Regions from separate parts of the Mus musculus genome. Here region 2 is linked to region 1. A link is a contact called in public Hi-C data. All regions are on one chromosome and are shown on one strand. Each heading gives the region's core, a stretch centred on a gene start, on an enhancer-like site or on the middle of the called end of the contact. The rest is flanking DNA. Distances are from core to core; before and after follow the strand shown.

Region 1 (7,653 bases), core at 1,396-3,895:
TTTACTATTATTTCCATTGTTTGCAGGAAGGTCATTTTGTAAATGGTCTGATAATGGCTTTGGAATCTGAAGTTTAAGATTAGAAGGTTGCTTGGGTCTTGCACCACCAAAAGGAACACTAATAGATTGCAGGTTTGCTATCTTGGGGGAAGATTGCCCAAGTACTGATGGGATTTGACTACAGAAATTATGTAAATAATTTTTCTTCATTACATTCCCAGTGCTGTTTAAAAGCAGTCCACTCCCTTCTGCATTCTCGTTTCCTCTCTGTTCATAAATATTTGAATAGCATTCTGACTTGCTCTCTTCTATTTCTTTTTCTTCTGTTACTGAATCTTCTTTGGAGGGTAATGTCTTTGGAACAAAAGATACAATTGGGCTCTGCATTCCATAGGAATCACAACTATTAGATAGAGAATTTGCTGCTGGTGCATCATTAACAGTGGAGAAATCATATCCTTCACTCTCATTCATGCAAGTTCCTTTGAAATCTAGATCAGAATCTGCCATTCCAACACACTCGCCTCCACTATTAGTGTCCTCAGGTTGATTACTCTGTAAAGCCATTTGATTTTCTTCATTCACTTGGCTATCACTCATCTCATTTAGCTTCGTTAATTTCCAATTAGTCATCTGAGAGTCATTACCTTCATCTTCATCAGCTCTAGTTTCACTAGACCCAAGGCAGTCTGAAGACTGTTCGCAATTGTCCCTTCCAGATAAAGCAGGAGTATCCGGCTTGAGATTCAAAGATAAATCAGATGGGAGGGAGTCTTCAGCTGTCCTCTCCTCAGCTGGCTCTGTTTTTATTAAGAGCTCTCCACTTGAGTGGGAAAAGGAGTTGGAGATCCCTAGGTCTGTCCTGGAAGAGCTGTTCATGCCAGAAAGATCCTCATCTGGCATATAATTTCCTTGCTGTTTAATGGCAGGCCCTCCATCCATTCCCTGGGATGAATTAACTGCTAAGCTTGTAACTGTAGATGTAGATGGGTCTCTACCCACATTCTCACCGTCCTTCAATTGTGAAGGGGAAGAGATACTGGTTGCACTGTTAGATGAAGCCGCACAGAGATGATTCACAGAATCCCTCTCTGGTTTTGGTTTATTCAAAGCATCCATTTGTTTCTCCGAGTTTATACCTTTTTCCGTGGACCCATTCATACTAAAACTAAATTGATCAGTTTGTCTAGTCTCATTATCCAGTGAACAACTAAAAGAATTCATGAGGGATTGACTATTGTAATTATTACAATCCTGCAAATCGCTTTGCAATGTCCTTTTATCGCAGTTATGCATGACAGCTACAACCAGAACATTCTTCTCGTCTGGCAGACAAGTGAGGCTTCCACATTTCTCCTCTCCCACTTCAACGGCACTAAATTGATCATCCTGATTATAGTTTCTCTTAATTAGTTGGTCTTCTGTCACAGCATTTTCATCAATCCACATGGTGTCAGTCTCTGGATTTAGACTACAGTCCTGTCCGTTAGCACAGGGATCTTTGTCCTCCTTTGTAAGGGGAGCTGAGCCAGCCAGAGAGAAGACTTTCAGCTGTGGTCCTGTCTCAGAAACTGTAGGTTCATTCACACTGGCTAATGCAGGGTTAAAAGACAATGGGTGAGAAGAGGGATCTAAAATCTTATTCCACTTTGTATCCAATAAAGTAGGAGAAACTGTTTCATCTGAAGGAAAAAAAAAAGTAATTATAGTAAGTTTGTTGGTAACAGTAAAAGCTACTTAGGGCTACCTGACAAATATTTCCAGCTGTGCTTTGAAGAAAATGTCCCCAGAATATGACAGTATCTAATCTTTAGCTAGACATAAGAAAAATACATTTAAGACAATGCCCTATAATTATCTGTCGACAAATGGTAATGCCTCAGAACATTTCAAATAACAAAGTTGGGCAGTGGTTGTGCATGTCTTTAATCTCAGCACTCAGGAGCCAAAGGCAGGGGGATCTCTGTGAGTTCCAGAACAGCCAGAGCTACACAAAGAAATCCTGTCTTAAAAAACAAACAACAAATGAATTTTATGTCAATTTAATTGTGTTATTAGATTGAGATAAATAATAACACAATTAAATTGACCTATATACCCAGGAATGGGAAAGGAACTTTGGATTGTCTGTGTATAAGACAAGGCACAGACAATGAACAGTAGTGGAGACTAGTAACTGAGTGAGAATTTTTCTATGGAGATTAAATGCTCTCTAGTCTACATGATTGGGGTGTGGGTTACATGGATACCTCCATTTGCTAAATCTATACAGTAAACCTTGTAGTCTTGGGAGCCTGAAGTGAAAGAACAACTGAGTCAATGATTTCAAGCCATCTTGGAAGCAAAGTGAGATTGTCTCAAAACAGACAAAAACAAAAACAAACAAACCACTAACTCTGTGTAATAAAATTTAGGTCTTTTCGTGAATATAAAGTTTATCTGAAAAAACTTTTTTTTTGGGTTTTTTTTTTGTTTTGTTTTGTTTTTTTTTAATTCGAGACAGGGTTTCTCTGTGTAGTCCTGGCTGTCCTGGAACTCGCTCTGTAGACCAGGCTGGCCTTGAACTCAGAAATCTGCCTGTCTCTGCCTCCCCAGTGCTGGGATTAAAGGCGTGTGCCACCACGCCCCGCGAAAAAACTTTAAAAAAAAAAAAATGGGCCTAGAGATTTGCTCAGTTATTACAGTGCCTAGCATTCACTAAGCCCTCAGTATGACATCCTGTGCTGCAGAAACTGAGTGTGCTGGCAAATACCTATATTCCTAGGGAGGTGAAGGCAGGAAGTAGGAAGCTGGAAGGTCAGAAGTTCAAGGTCATCTTTGGCTATATTCTGAGTTTGAAGCTAACCTGGGCAATATAGAAGACCCTATGAAGAAGGAGGAGGAAGAGTAAGGAGGAGAAAGAAGAGGAGGAAGAGGAAGAGAAGAAGGAAGAGAAGAAGGAAGAGAAGGAAGAAAAAGAGGAGGAAGGAGAGGAGGAAGACGAGGAAGAGAAGGAGGAAAAAAGGAAGAGAGGGAGGAAAAAGGAGGAAGAGGAAGAAGAAGAGGAGGAGGAAAAAGAAAAGGAAGAGGGGGAGGAGAAAGAGGAAGAGGAAGAAGAAGAAGAAGAGGAAGAAGCAGCAGCAGCAGCAGCCGTCATCTGGGGAAATGGCTCAGTGGACAAAGGTACCCCTTTGTGTAAGCATGAAGACCTAAATTTAGCTGTAGCACTTATATAAAAGACTAGAGAGGCACAAGCTGGAGCATGGTGGCATAAAACTGTAACCCCAGTGCTGTGGACAGTACATATAAGCAGATTCCAAAGGACTGCTGATAAGCCAATCTAGCTCGAAAGAGCAAATTCTGGCAGCAGTTTCCTTCTAGATGGTGCATTGTTCCTTTCTCTGAAGGGGTGTTTCTTACAGGGATTATTAAAATTGTGACTTGAGGAAAAAAAGTGTAGAGATCACCGAGGAAGTGATAAAATGTTGACCTTTGGCCTCTACATCCATACAGGCAAGAAGAACATCTATGTTCATAAGCTTCTATAAGTGCTCACTTGTGCTCTCTCTCTCTCTCTCTCTCTCTCTCTCTCTCTCTCTCTCTCTCTCTCTGTCTCTCTCTCTCTCTGTCACACACACACACACACACACAGAGGCACACACAGGTGTGTACACCAATACCTCCAAAGTGTTAAAAATGAAACAGAGGTGCAGACAAAAGGCAGTGTACTGATTATTGCTGATCATGAGTTATAGTGTACTGTTTTGTTTTGTTTTGTTTTGTTTTGTTTTGTTTTGTTTTGTTTTGTGTGAGACAGGGTCCCTCTATATAGCCCTGGTTGTCCTAGAACTCACTATGTAGACCTGGTTGCCCTCAAACTCACAGAGATCCACCAGCCTCTGCCTCTCAAGTACTGAGATTAAAGGCACCCACCACCACAGCCATTATAATGTCTATATATTTAGATTTTTCACATAAGGTTTTTTTTTTTAAAGTTTAATATGTGAAATTCTGCTTGTAATAATGTTATAAATTAAGCTCATATTTATATTCCTACATAAGGACATTTGGGGAAATAGTATTTGTTAAATCAATTTCTAGTATATCAATAAACATAATTTCATCTATTTTATTCAAAATAAATTCTATGATAGGGTAAACGAGCCTGAGTTCACTAAAAGGAGGAAGACTAGGTTGCAAGCATTTAATCCAAAGTAAGGGATTTGCAAATAGGGAAACCAGGAAAAACACACCAAATATAAGACTTAAGAGAACAACAAATAAATCAGTTTGGGTCAAGAAAATAACCAGCCCACAGAACAATGAAATAAAGTAACAAAGGTAGATAGCAAAGCCATAGACCTTCCGATTGTTTAAATAGGCTTAGAGATAGGGATATAACTTAGTTTATAGAATGCTTATGTAGCATTCATGAGGCCTGGGTTTGATCCCAAACACCACACAAAATCAGACCTCACGGGGCACACCATTAGTAGGCACCATAGAGGCAGAGATAAAAGGATCAGAAATTCAAGGTAATCCTCAGCTACAGGACAAGTTCAAGGCAAACACAGGCTACAAGAGACCCTGTCTTGAAAAAAGGTCAGGTGGTGATGGTGGTGGAGTATGCTTTTAATTCCAGCACTCTATAGAGGCAGAAACAGTCAGATTTCTGAGTTCAAGGCCAGCCAGGTCTACAGAGTAAGTTCCAGGACAGAATTCTTGAAAAATACCCCAAAAGGATGGGGGATAAGTATCCCAAAAGAAATGTGTTTCTTAGAAGAATGTTTAATATTATTGAAATACGAATGGTTAAGTTTTACCTATTACTTGGACATGTTAGTTACCTAGTGTAGTTCATTTGTGATACAGGGGGTGTGTGTGTGTGTGTGTGTGTGTGTGTGTGTGTGTGTGTGTGTTTCATTCTGTTGACAAGGTTCATGTAGATTATTCTGGCCTCACATTCACTATCCAGCTAAGATTTGCTTTGAACTCCTGATCTCCTGCCTCCTTCAACTAACCAAGTACTGGAATTAGGCTGCATCATACCTGGACTTGGGGGTGGTGGGGGTGGTAATACAGATTTTATCTATGTAGCCCTAGCTGACCTGTAACTCACTATATATGAATCAGGCTAGTCTTGAATTTGTGATGATTCTCTTGCCTCTGGCTCTCAAGTACTAGGATTGTAGGCCTGGACATTTGCCATATATTTTCCCTTTAATTAGAAAATAAAGTAACAAGAAATGAGAAATTACCTTCATGAAATTGTTTTAAACATTAAGTTTAAAATATTTAAGTACCTGGCATATAATGCTAAGAGATGTTATTTCTCCCTTTAAATATATTACATATTATTGTCATTATATCATCACACCTAGTTTTTTTTTGAGATTTATTTCATTTTATGTATGGATGTTTTTGTCTGCATGTATCTCTGCGTATCATCTGCATATACAGTGCCTGTGGAGGCCAGAGGAGGGCATCAGATTCACTGGGATTGGTGTTACAGACAGATGTGAGGCACCACAGGGGTACTGGGAATTGAACCTGAGTCCTCTCTAAGAGCAGCCAGTGCTCTTAACTGCTCAGCCATCTTTCCAAACTCCTCATTTTTTTTTAAAAAAGAATTTCATACTCTAGTTCTCACAGTCTCCATATCATAAACCCAAGTAGATTTCCAATGTAAATCCTCACCTTCATTTTGTTCAAATTCATCTAATACCTTGTCCAGGTTGTAAGCCTCTGCTTGGAAGTAATTCTCCATCAGTGAGGGAACACTGCTGAAGAGACTTAGCTAGTCCTAAAAAGTTAAAAAAGATTGAGAGACAATTTGAATTATTAAAATATAATTTAAAGATCATGGGTATACAAGGAAGAACAACAAATCTATTTGGACAATGATAAACAATATTAAGACCTTCAGGTCTAGAAACTTATAAGCTAACAATTACCAAAACACAGTCAGCCTCTGTATCTGTAAATTCTATTTATATATTAAACCAATGATTGATAGAAAATATTCAGAAAAAAATTGTTTATGTTCCAAATATGCATCTTTCCAGTCACTTTTCCCTAAGCAAAACAGTTAAACAGCTACTTCTTTCGCACTTTATCTTAGTAGTCTAGCAATGATTTACAGAATGCAGGACAGCATGGAACAAGTTATATATAAATACTCCATGGACTCTGGGGCCCACAATGGGGCCCACAATGGGGCCCACAATGGTACTAGGGCCACTTCTCTACGAATACTGAGGTACAAATGAAGAACTATAATAAGCATAGAAGTAAGATGTATTTAATAGCTTATACTTCAAAAGATAAAGTACAGATGCTGGGAAGAAATCATTTTCATTAGGACAAAGTTACATTTCTCCAAGAAAGGGGAGTGTTCATAGCTTCTGTTAAATTAAAAAAAAATGGTAAAGTTCATGTACAGGCAAAGGATATTAGTTTTAATTTCAAGGATGACTGACAATTTTTTTAAATCTCTCCTTTTTATTTTATTTTATTTATTTATTTTTTTTTAAATTAGATTCTTTTTTTTTTTAAAGATTTATTTATTTATTATATGTAAGTACACTGTAGCTGTCTTCAGACACTCCAGAAGATCTCGTTACGGATGGTTGTGAGCCACCATGTGGTTGCTGGGATTGAACTTCGGACCTTCGGAAGAGCAGTCGGGCGCTCTTACCCACTGAGCCATCTCACCAGCCCCTTTTTTTTTTAAGATTTATTTATTATTATATGTAAGTACACTGTAGCTGTCTTCAGACACACCAGAAGAGGGAGTCAGATCTTGTTACGGATGGTTGTGAGCCACCATGTGGTTGCTGGGATTTGAACTCTGGACCTTCGGAAGAGCAGTCGGGTGCTCTTACCTGTTGAGCCATCTCACCAGCCCAAATCTCTCCTTTTTAAATATAATTGTTAAACTTGCCATACTGTTGACCAAAAAACATATATACAAGATATCCTAAATTGTTGAATTTAACAGAGTGCAGAGTAATAGCATAGTAGGAGTTTTTAAAATGCTACTTATTATTCATTATTTAATATTTATTATTTTTTATTTAAGTTTTGGGTTTCTCAGAGTATCAAATCCCACACTGGAGCCCAGGCTGGTCCATACTCCTGAGGGCTGGGATTGCTGTTTTAAGCCACATCAGGCTTACTCATTATTCCTTTTCTAAGTGGATCAAATTTAGATTTACTAGTGAAAAATGGGGAAATGTTCCCAAGACAGGGAGGTGTTCCAAAGGAAGAATACCCTTGACCATCTCTTTAAACTAACTTATCTTTTGGTATGTGTCTATGTGTTTGTGTATATGTGTATATACCACTTCATGTGAGTGTGCATGTATATGCAGCAGGCTCAAGTGGAGGCCAAAGGCCAATACAGGGTGTCTTCCTCAATCATTTCTCCATTGTGTGTGTGTGTGTGTGTGTGTGTGTGTGTAAGAGGGGGGGTATATGCACATGTATGTGTGAGTGCAGGTGTGCTATTGTCATGACATACATACCGGAGATAATCTTGGGCACTAGTCTTTGATTGCTACCTTGTCTAAGGCAGGGTCTCTGTTGTTTTCTGCTGTGTACACAAAGCTAGCTGGCATGGGAGCATCCAAGGATTTTCTTGTCCTACCTTCCCTCTACAGTACGAGCACTGGG
Region 2 (7,653 bases), core at 1,509-4,008, 60 kb after region 1:
TAGTACTTCCCAAGCGACACATGCTACTCTTTCTTTAAAGAAAACATTGAATCAGGAATTGGAAAATAAAGGAACATTCCATATGATTTTTTTCTCAATTCTGAGAATTAAACTGGGGGGCTTACACATTCTAAGCAAGTCCTCTTCTAGAGTGACCTCCCATTCCTTAGGGATGCATCTTGAAGGGCAAGATCCTGGATGAGACACAGAAGCCCTAAGCAGAGATCTACCTCATTTCACTCAGTTACAACACTTTTCTGACCCAGCCATGTAACAGTTAATTAAACTTGTCCTGCTTCCACAATTAGCTAATTGCTAGCAGAAACCTTGGTCATTTTTGTATTTCCCAGAACACCTAAAACAGAACCTGATATTATTATCACCTAAAATTATATTTTAAAAATTTATACAATACTTTTTGTATGCTGTCTTCTAAAAGCCTTCTAAATACCTAACAGCATTTTACAGACAATATTGACATTTATTCATTGCCAAGATGAATAACCAGATAGTTTTCCTTAACATTCCCACCAAAGGCTTACCATGTTTGTTGACTGAAACAGCTGTTTTTCTATCTGCATTACAAAACCATTATCTGTTGCTATGAAGACCATCTGTAAGCCACTTAAGAGTAATAGTTTTGCTAGAGAGAGGACAATTGTGTCCACCTAAGCGAATCTCTTTTATCAATTATGTCCAAATTTAGTAGTACTAAGAATCAGGAAGGTTGATTTAAAAAAATCAAGATCTTCGAGTTATACCTACAATTCTGATTTAGGGGACCAGGAATAGAATATTTTAATCAGTACCCCCAATTCTAACATTGGTCTTTAGAGACACACTGAGAAAAGAATTCGACTTTTAAAACCTAAGTTAACCAACATACTAATCAAGCCAATGTTTTACAGTTAAAAATGCTTACACAAGATCTGACAAAGGCAAGGCTACAACACTAACACAATGGGTCCTCAAAATTCATCAACATGATGACCCCCTTAGACCTCAGGAGATTCCCACGCTCTGTAGGAAGGTTAAGTCAGGAGTCTTACAGGTAACTATGCATATTAACTGATGGCTCTAACTCTGATAATTAGTAACATATTTTATAAATTTTAAACAAATGTCTGGCTGTAAAGTGGACCAGTCAGGCATTCTTAATTTAATTCCAAAATATAATAATAATTTTATAAATCAGTACACTCTCACTGTAAACTTTGAATGACCATCAAAACATATGACATTACTAGTAATCTCTCTCCAGTTATTAAGTACATATTGAAAGCCAATATAGTACCTCTCTGCGTATCCAAATTTTCTACTATATATACATATTTTCATGCATTGACGTTCTAGATGTACATATAAGTCCTATATAGTAGAAAAATGAGAATAACCTGTAATCACATTTATCATAAACAAGAAGCACCCAATATCTGACGTGTAATGTCAAACTACAATCACTAACTTTTTTTTACATCCTTACCAGAACAAAACAAATCATTTTTCTTGTACAACTGAGTTTATATCCCATTTTCGGCATGTCCTTGCAATTAGGGTAATTAGTATGATTTAAAATCTTCTTGCCATCCGTTCTCTATTTGAGTAAAACATTTTTGTACCAAGGACTGGGGCATTAAAACATTTCCTGTCTCTCTAAAGGTGGAAAAGACATCTTCCTAAAAGATTTTTTTTTTCTTTTTTTAACTGTGAGTAGCTAGGAAACTTAGCATAGCAAAGATGGGATGGGGCTTTCTCCAAAGCAGACCTCGCTCAGAGACAAGATGTAACATAAGGAGGAAAGGATGAGCTAGCGGCAGGTGATGAAATTTCACCTCAAAAAAGGACGCAAAAGGCTGTGTCTCCAGCAAGGGAGGCGTGAATGCTACTCCTGGAGTACCAGGGGCTCCGAGTGCCCCGCACTCTCTGCACCTCAATACTCACCACTCCCCACCCAGGGGGTGGCTCCGCAGGACTCAGTACGCGGAGCAGGCAAGCCAAAGCTGTTTGCAAACAAGCGTCCTCTGCCTCCCTCCGGGATGTGCTCGAAGGGCCCTGGGAAGGAAGGCACGCTCGGCCCCGCCCGGGACAAACGCGAAGGGCACCGGTGCGGCCGCCAGCCCGATCTTCACGTACCCGGCCGCGCCGGAACCCAGGCCCGGCTAAGGGCTTCCCGGCGACTCGGGGCCTAGTCGCCCCCCGCACGCCTTCAATCTCCCGGGGACCCACGGAGAAAGGGCCGAGGCCCCAGAGCTCCGGGGTGCCCGCGGCGGCCGCACTGGCAGGACGCTCCGTCCGCCCGGCCCAATAGCTGGCGCCAGGACCCCTGGGCGGCGCAAGCAGACGAGCCCCGAACCGCAGCGCGCCACACTCACCGCCTCTCCATGGCCCGGGGGTCGTCACTCAGCCGAGAGCCTCGTCCTCAGCGGGGCTCCGCCGCGAAGCCTCGCACTCCTGAGGGGGCTGCGGTCTCAGCGGCCGGGACTGAGGCCCAGCGCCCCTCCAGCCGCCTCAGCCACGCGGGTCCGGGAAAGCGCGGCCGAGCGCGGCCGAGCGCGGCCGGGGGCGCAGCTTACGGCGGGACAACCGAGGCGATGCAGGCAGACGGGCTCGGCGAAGCCTCGGGCGCCGCCGCGGTGGCCGCTTCAGCCGCCCGCGCCGCTGGGCCACAGCGCCCCCTGGACCCCACGTCCCGCTACGGCGCCGGGACTGCGGCGGCCGCACCGGGCACGAGCGGCAGGGAACGCGAGGCAGCGCGGCCTGGGGGTGGCGGGGCCCCGTGCGCCCTGCGCCGCCCGCGGCCCGTGGCCCGCCCCTGACGCGGCTTCCCGGGAGCCGGAAGCTGTCGGCTCCCCCCACACCCCACCCCCGTCAGACCCCAGCACCTTTTTCTTCCCTCCAAGAAGGTATGTGAATGCTTTCGTCACTCGTCTCCGAGAGCGGGAATGTGAGGGAATCTCGGTTCATTTCTCGTGGAGACAGGGGGTCCCTTTTAATTCCCTCAGTGCGTCAGTATGAAAGGAGCGTGACCCAGAACAAATCCCTTTTTTCTTTTCCTAAGCACATGCACAATCCCTTCCCAAAGCAGATAAAGGAATCATCTTTGACCTCAACTTTTTTGGAGCTACTGTGCAGATTCACTACAGAAATGTGCTATAGAATTCCTTAAACCCTATCCTTACCTACAAAGTAGGGGGGAGAAAACAAAAAACAAACAAACAAAACAAAACAAAATTTAAAAAACGCTGACAAAGAGAAGAGAATAACCAACGGGTTGTCCTGAAACCGATAAACAACTTAAAGGTAAGAAAAGACTCATCCTTTTACTAACTTAACCCTGGCCACCACCTCTACCACTTCTGGGTCACCCACCCCTTATCAAATCCTAGATAAAAACTCTGAAAGAAGGAAATTGTTGTGGTTATATTAAAGGCTATGCAGTCATTTTGTTTACAAATGCCTCCTGTTTGATCTTGCCCAGCCTCTAGGATGCTAACATAACGTCACAACTAAAGACTGTCAGAAGGGAAATAGGAAAAAGAAAAAAAAAATTTTAAATCCCCTGGTCCCTCAAATTCCCAAATACTGTGTTTGTTTGGTTGGTTGGTTGGTTGGTTTTGTTTCTGGGAGCTATACTGGAACAAGCAAGGACTTTGGTGTCAGGCAGATCCTGATGCCACTGGTTCCAGTTACATCATGTAGAGTTTTATGACCCTGGCAAGTTATGTAATATTTTTGAACCTCTGTTTTCTCCTGCCTGCCTAGCTGGTTGTGAAGGTTGGGGATGGAAGGACGGGCCTATAGTTCCAATTTTTGTTAATTCCAGAACACCCTAACACTTACTTAGTCATTCTTAATCTGGAGATTGTGCCCATCTGTGTGTGTTTATCCCACCACACTCCCCAACCCCGCTCGTGTGTGTCTGTGTGTGTGTGTGTGTGTGTGTGTGTGCGTGTGCGCGTGTGTGTGTGTGTGTGTGTGTGTGTGTGTGTGTGTGTGTTCCTATCAAAAGGTCATTCTCATCATCCTGGTCTAAGTGAAATTTCCCTGAATTTCACTCGTGCATTTATGTAACATCCTCCTCTGAAGAGGAGAACCTAGTACACTGGATCCTTTGACATTCTACAGCACAGCAGATATCAAAATAGAACCAGCACATTTTTCCTGCATGAAAATATTATAAAATATTATAAGCAATCTTGCCTTACCTTAGATTATGGGATAATAGTAACAAGACATGGGGAAATTACATAAGGAGTCCAGGAGCTGTTCAAGTAATAATTGAGCAGCCACCCAGAGAAAAATATAACCTAGCAGTTCTTTTCTCATCAATGAAAGCTGTTCCTGTACAGTCCCAAGTCTGCCTTTGCCACTTATCTCTGAGTCACATTACACACACACACACACACACACACACACACACACACACACACAATCACTATCCCCTTTTTGTAACGACAGAAACCAGCTCGGAGGAAATGGTGATTCATCCTCACAGCATCTCTAAGAACTCAGTACTTCGGCACCACCACCAAGGGGCATCCAACCGAGAGAAAAGCCGCAAGGAGTCCCTATAACCTAGGGTCTCCTGTCTGATAGCAGTCTTTTCTACAGTAACAAGAGAACACTGTTAGAGTGAGTTGCTATTGATACCATTTGTGCTTTAGCATGGGCCCTTTAATTTCCATCAGTTTGGCTCCCTGACATGACATTGGCACTGTCCTTTCCAATCCAAGCTCACTGCCACTGCAGAAAACCTACATTTGTTTGTGAATAATCAGGACGTCTAGGGTGTAGCTACAGCATGAAGATGATTCATTTGTTCCCAGGACCAGTTTCTTCTTGCCTCACACGTTCTTCCCTTCTATTCAAACTCTTGCTGAGGGAAGCTGCTTGATAGTAACTTGCTTAAAATCGTTCTGTCATATGCTGGCCAGATGGCTCAGTGGGTAAAGGGCCACACCTAGTGATCTGAGTTTTATCTCTGGAACCCCAAGATAGAAGGAGAGAACCAACTACCCAGGAGGCATGCATGCACCCACAGTAGGTCTCCTTTTGTCTGCTCCCATTTCATCCAAGACTGTTTCCCCTCCTGCTTCCTCATCTTACTCTCAGCTCCTGACCTATCTCTCACCTGCCTCCTTTCTTCTGCCTAAGATCTCTTTCTGTTTCAAACCACTTCAACTCGAAGTCAGTTGTCTTGATTCTGCCACTTTCTGTTTGCATTGATTTCCACCACTCTCCGATGACTTTAAAGTATAGCTTAACGCCCCCCCCCTGTAGAATTCCCCACTTCCATGTCTATAGAATTGACATCCTTTAGAAAATCAATATTGTAAGACTGTTTTCATGGAAGTTTGGGATCATCTTTAGTAGAATTTTCTTTGCTCTTTAAACTTTGGGTGAAGCCAGGAGTGCTTCTCTTCATCCACTTGTATATTTGTTTACTTCAAAGGCTGAGGCAAAGGGATCACTATTGTCCAGGAGTTGGAAGCATACCAATGTAGGCAACATACCAATAGTCTCATCTCAGAATTTTAAATGGGGGCGGGAGAGAGATTCAGTGACATCATCATCTAACAGGTGCCTAATCCAGATTCTGGTTATCATATTTAATTGTTAGCACTCACTACTGGACAGTTGGTCACAAAACCTAACAAATTCTACTTCTTGTTTTGTTAAATTATCCTTCTCCTTTCACACACCTCCCTGCACACAAAGGTACAAACCTTTTGATCTAGGATATTTGAATAAATTTTAAGTTTACAGAAGGGAAAGGGGAAAGAGAGTAAAATAAATAAATTTTATATTTGTGTATAAGAATATATACTGTATAAATTTTGTTGAAAGAGAAACATAAAATCTCATCTGCGTTCTTTTTAACCCTGTACTTTCCCAAGTTATAATTCTTCATCAGTACAAGGTCAATACATATTTCCCTGTATGCCTCCCTTATCAGATTGTGAGCCTGTGGGCCAGGTGCAGTGTTTTAATCATCTCTGTATCCCTAGAACTGGTCTCAACATGGCTACTCTCAAGCTGAACTAGATAGCTTACATCTTACCTGCTCAGTGACTTTTTAAGGCTTGCTTTCAATTTTCAGGACCTAAAAATAAGAATTCCCTTTGAGAGTTGTAGCCCAGAACTGAACCTACCCTGCTGCTTACAGCTGTGATCTCTCACAGCTTCTTCCCTCAACAAATGCTGCCCAGAGTCAAACCCCAAATCCAGAGTCTTGTAAGGCAGATAAGCCCCAAAGCAGGTCCCACGTCAGTTAAGCATCCATCCCAAGCTGAAAAAGGAACCTGGGGGCATCCGGGGGCTTGTTAGGTCATCCTAATCCCTACAAAAGAATAAAGCAGCCTACAAGATGGCTCAGTGAGTAAAGGGACTTAGCTGTAAGCCTGATGTTCTTGGACCCTCGTGGTAGAAAGGAAGACCTGCAAGTTATCCCCTGATCTGTATATGCTCTGACCTCTATACATGATGCACCCATCACACACACACAAATACAATCATTAAAAACAAACAAGCAAACAAACAAAGCAGGGGCTGGAGAAATGACTCAGCGGTTAAGAGCACTGTCTGTTCTTCCAGAGGTCCTGAGTTCAATTCCCAGCAACCACATGGTGGCTCACAACCATCTGTAATGGGATCTGATGCCCTCTTCTGGTGTGTCTGAAGACAGCTACAGTGTACTCATATAAATAAAATAAATTTTTTTTTTTAAGAAATCAATTTCAGCATAGGTATTGAACATAAAGAAGTAACTATATAAAAGATATATAAAAATGTTCATTATGTTTTGGTTATTGACATAAAAATAGAAGGATAACCTAAAATAAATTACATTATCTCCACAAAAATATTGTTCATCTATTAATCTTTTTTGTAATATATGTGTGTGTGCCTGTGTGAGTTTATGTACATCACATGCATACAGGTACCGAAGAAGGCCAGAAGGCATCAGACACCCGAACCTGGAGTTACAGGTGGCTTTGAACCACATCATGTAAGTGCTGGAAACTGAACCCTGATCCTCTGCAAGAGCAGTAAGCATTCCAAACCATTGAGCCATCTCTCCAGCCCCCATTAATTGTTTTTAAATTATTTTAAATGACATTGAAACTGCTCATGATTTAATACCAAATTAATAAAAGTATAAAGTAAAAAAGAATGTATGATTCAATTATTTTATACATATAAAGTATACTTAAAGATTCATTTTTGTTATTCTTAATAAATGTGTCTATGTGTGTGCCTGTGTGCCAGTCTATACTTGGGATTATAGTTGCCTTCAGGGGCCAGAGGTTTCAGATCTCTTGAAGGTAGAGTTAAGTGGCTGTGAGCCAATGGCATGCATGCTAGGAACCAGATCCAGTCCTCTGCAAGACCAATACAGACTCTTAACTCCTGAGCCATTGTTCCAGTTCCAGTATACATATATTTAGAAAGGAATAAATAAAATGTTAAGTGCTTGTGGGAAATTTTTACTTTATAATTTGGAATAATTTCAGATTTAAAGATTGCAAAAAATAGTACTTCCAAATCCCATGTTTCAGCCATATCTAGCCACACTTCCTTTAGAATGCTTTCTCTTGTTCTCTATTTTTTCTATCTCAATAAGAGATAGATATGTGTGTGGGTATATATATA

What was found. A called contact is a pair of places that touch in the nucleus more often than the background predicts.
Region 2: a contact with region 1 is called in a Hi-C map of morula, with 2.1 times the contacts expected there. The contact joins the promoter of Zfyve9 here to the enhancer-like site in region 1. A contact is called at or near these places in 12 of 39 promoter capture datasets (the 3T3-L1 cell line, 3T3-L1-derived adipocytes, the HPC-7 cell line and 7 more), 6 of 484 Hi-C or Micro-C datasets (the C10 cell line, the HPC-7 cell line, embryonic fibroblasts and 3 more), 7 of 115 datasets of contacts at active chromatin or transcription factors (cardiomyocytes, embryonic stem cells, intestinal villus epithelium and 2 more) and 2 of 9 other capture datasets (adipose tissue and pancreatic islet).

Annotation. Positions count from the first base shown.
Region 1 is chr4:108,718,131-108,725,783 of GRCm38.p6, forward strand. It overlaps Zfyve9 (zinc finger, FYVE domain containing 9), which reads right to left. Exons shown (of 19, transcript NM_001384118.1): 3 at 5,677-5,782; 4 at 1-1,682. The coding sequence starts at 5,746. Among named protein-coding and RNA genes, the nearest start is that of Zfyve9, 59 kb to the right of the region's middle. Within about 2 kb of position 2,646, at least 4 of the 459 cell types and tissues checked have an H3K27ac peak or open chromatin away from gene starts, as enhancers often do. A contact at or near this core is called in morula, where this site is marked.
Region 2 is chr4:108,778,081-108,785,733 of GRCm38.p6, forward strand. It overlaps Zfyve9 (zinc finger, FYVE domain containing 9), which reads right to left and starts at 2,759. Exons shown (of 19, transcript NM_001384118.1): 1 at 2,373-2,759.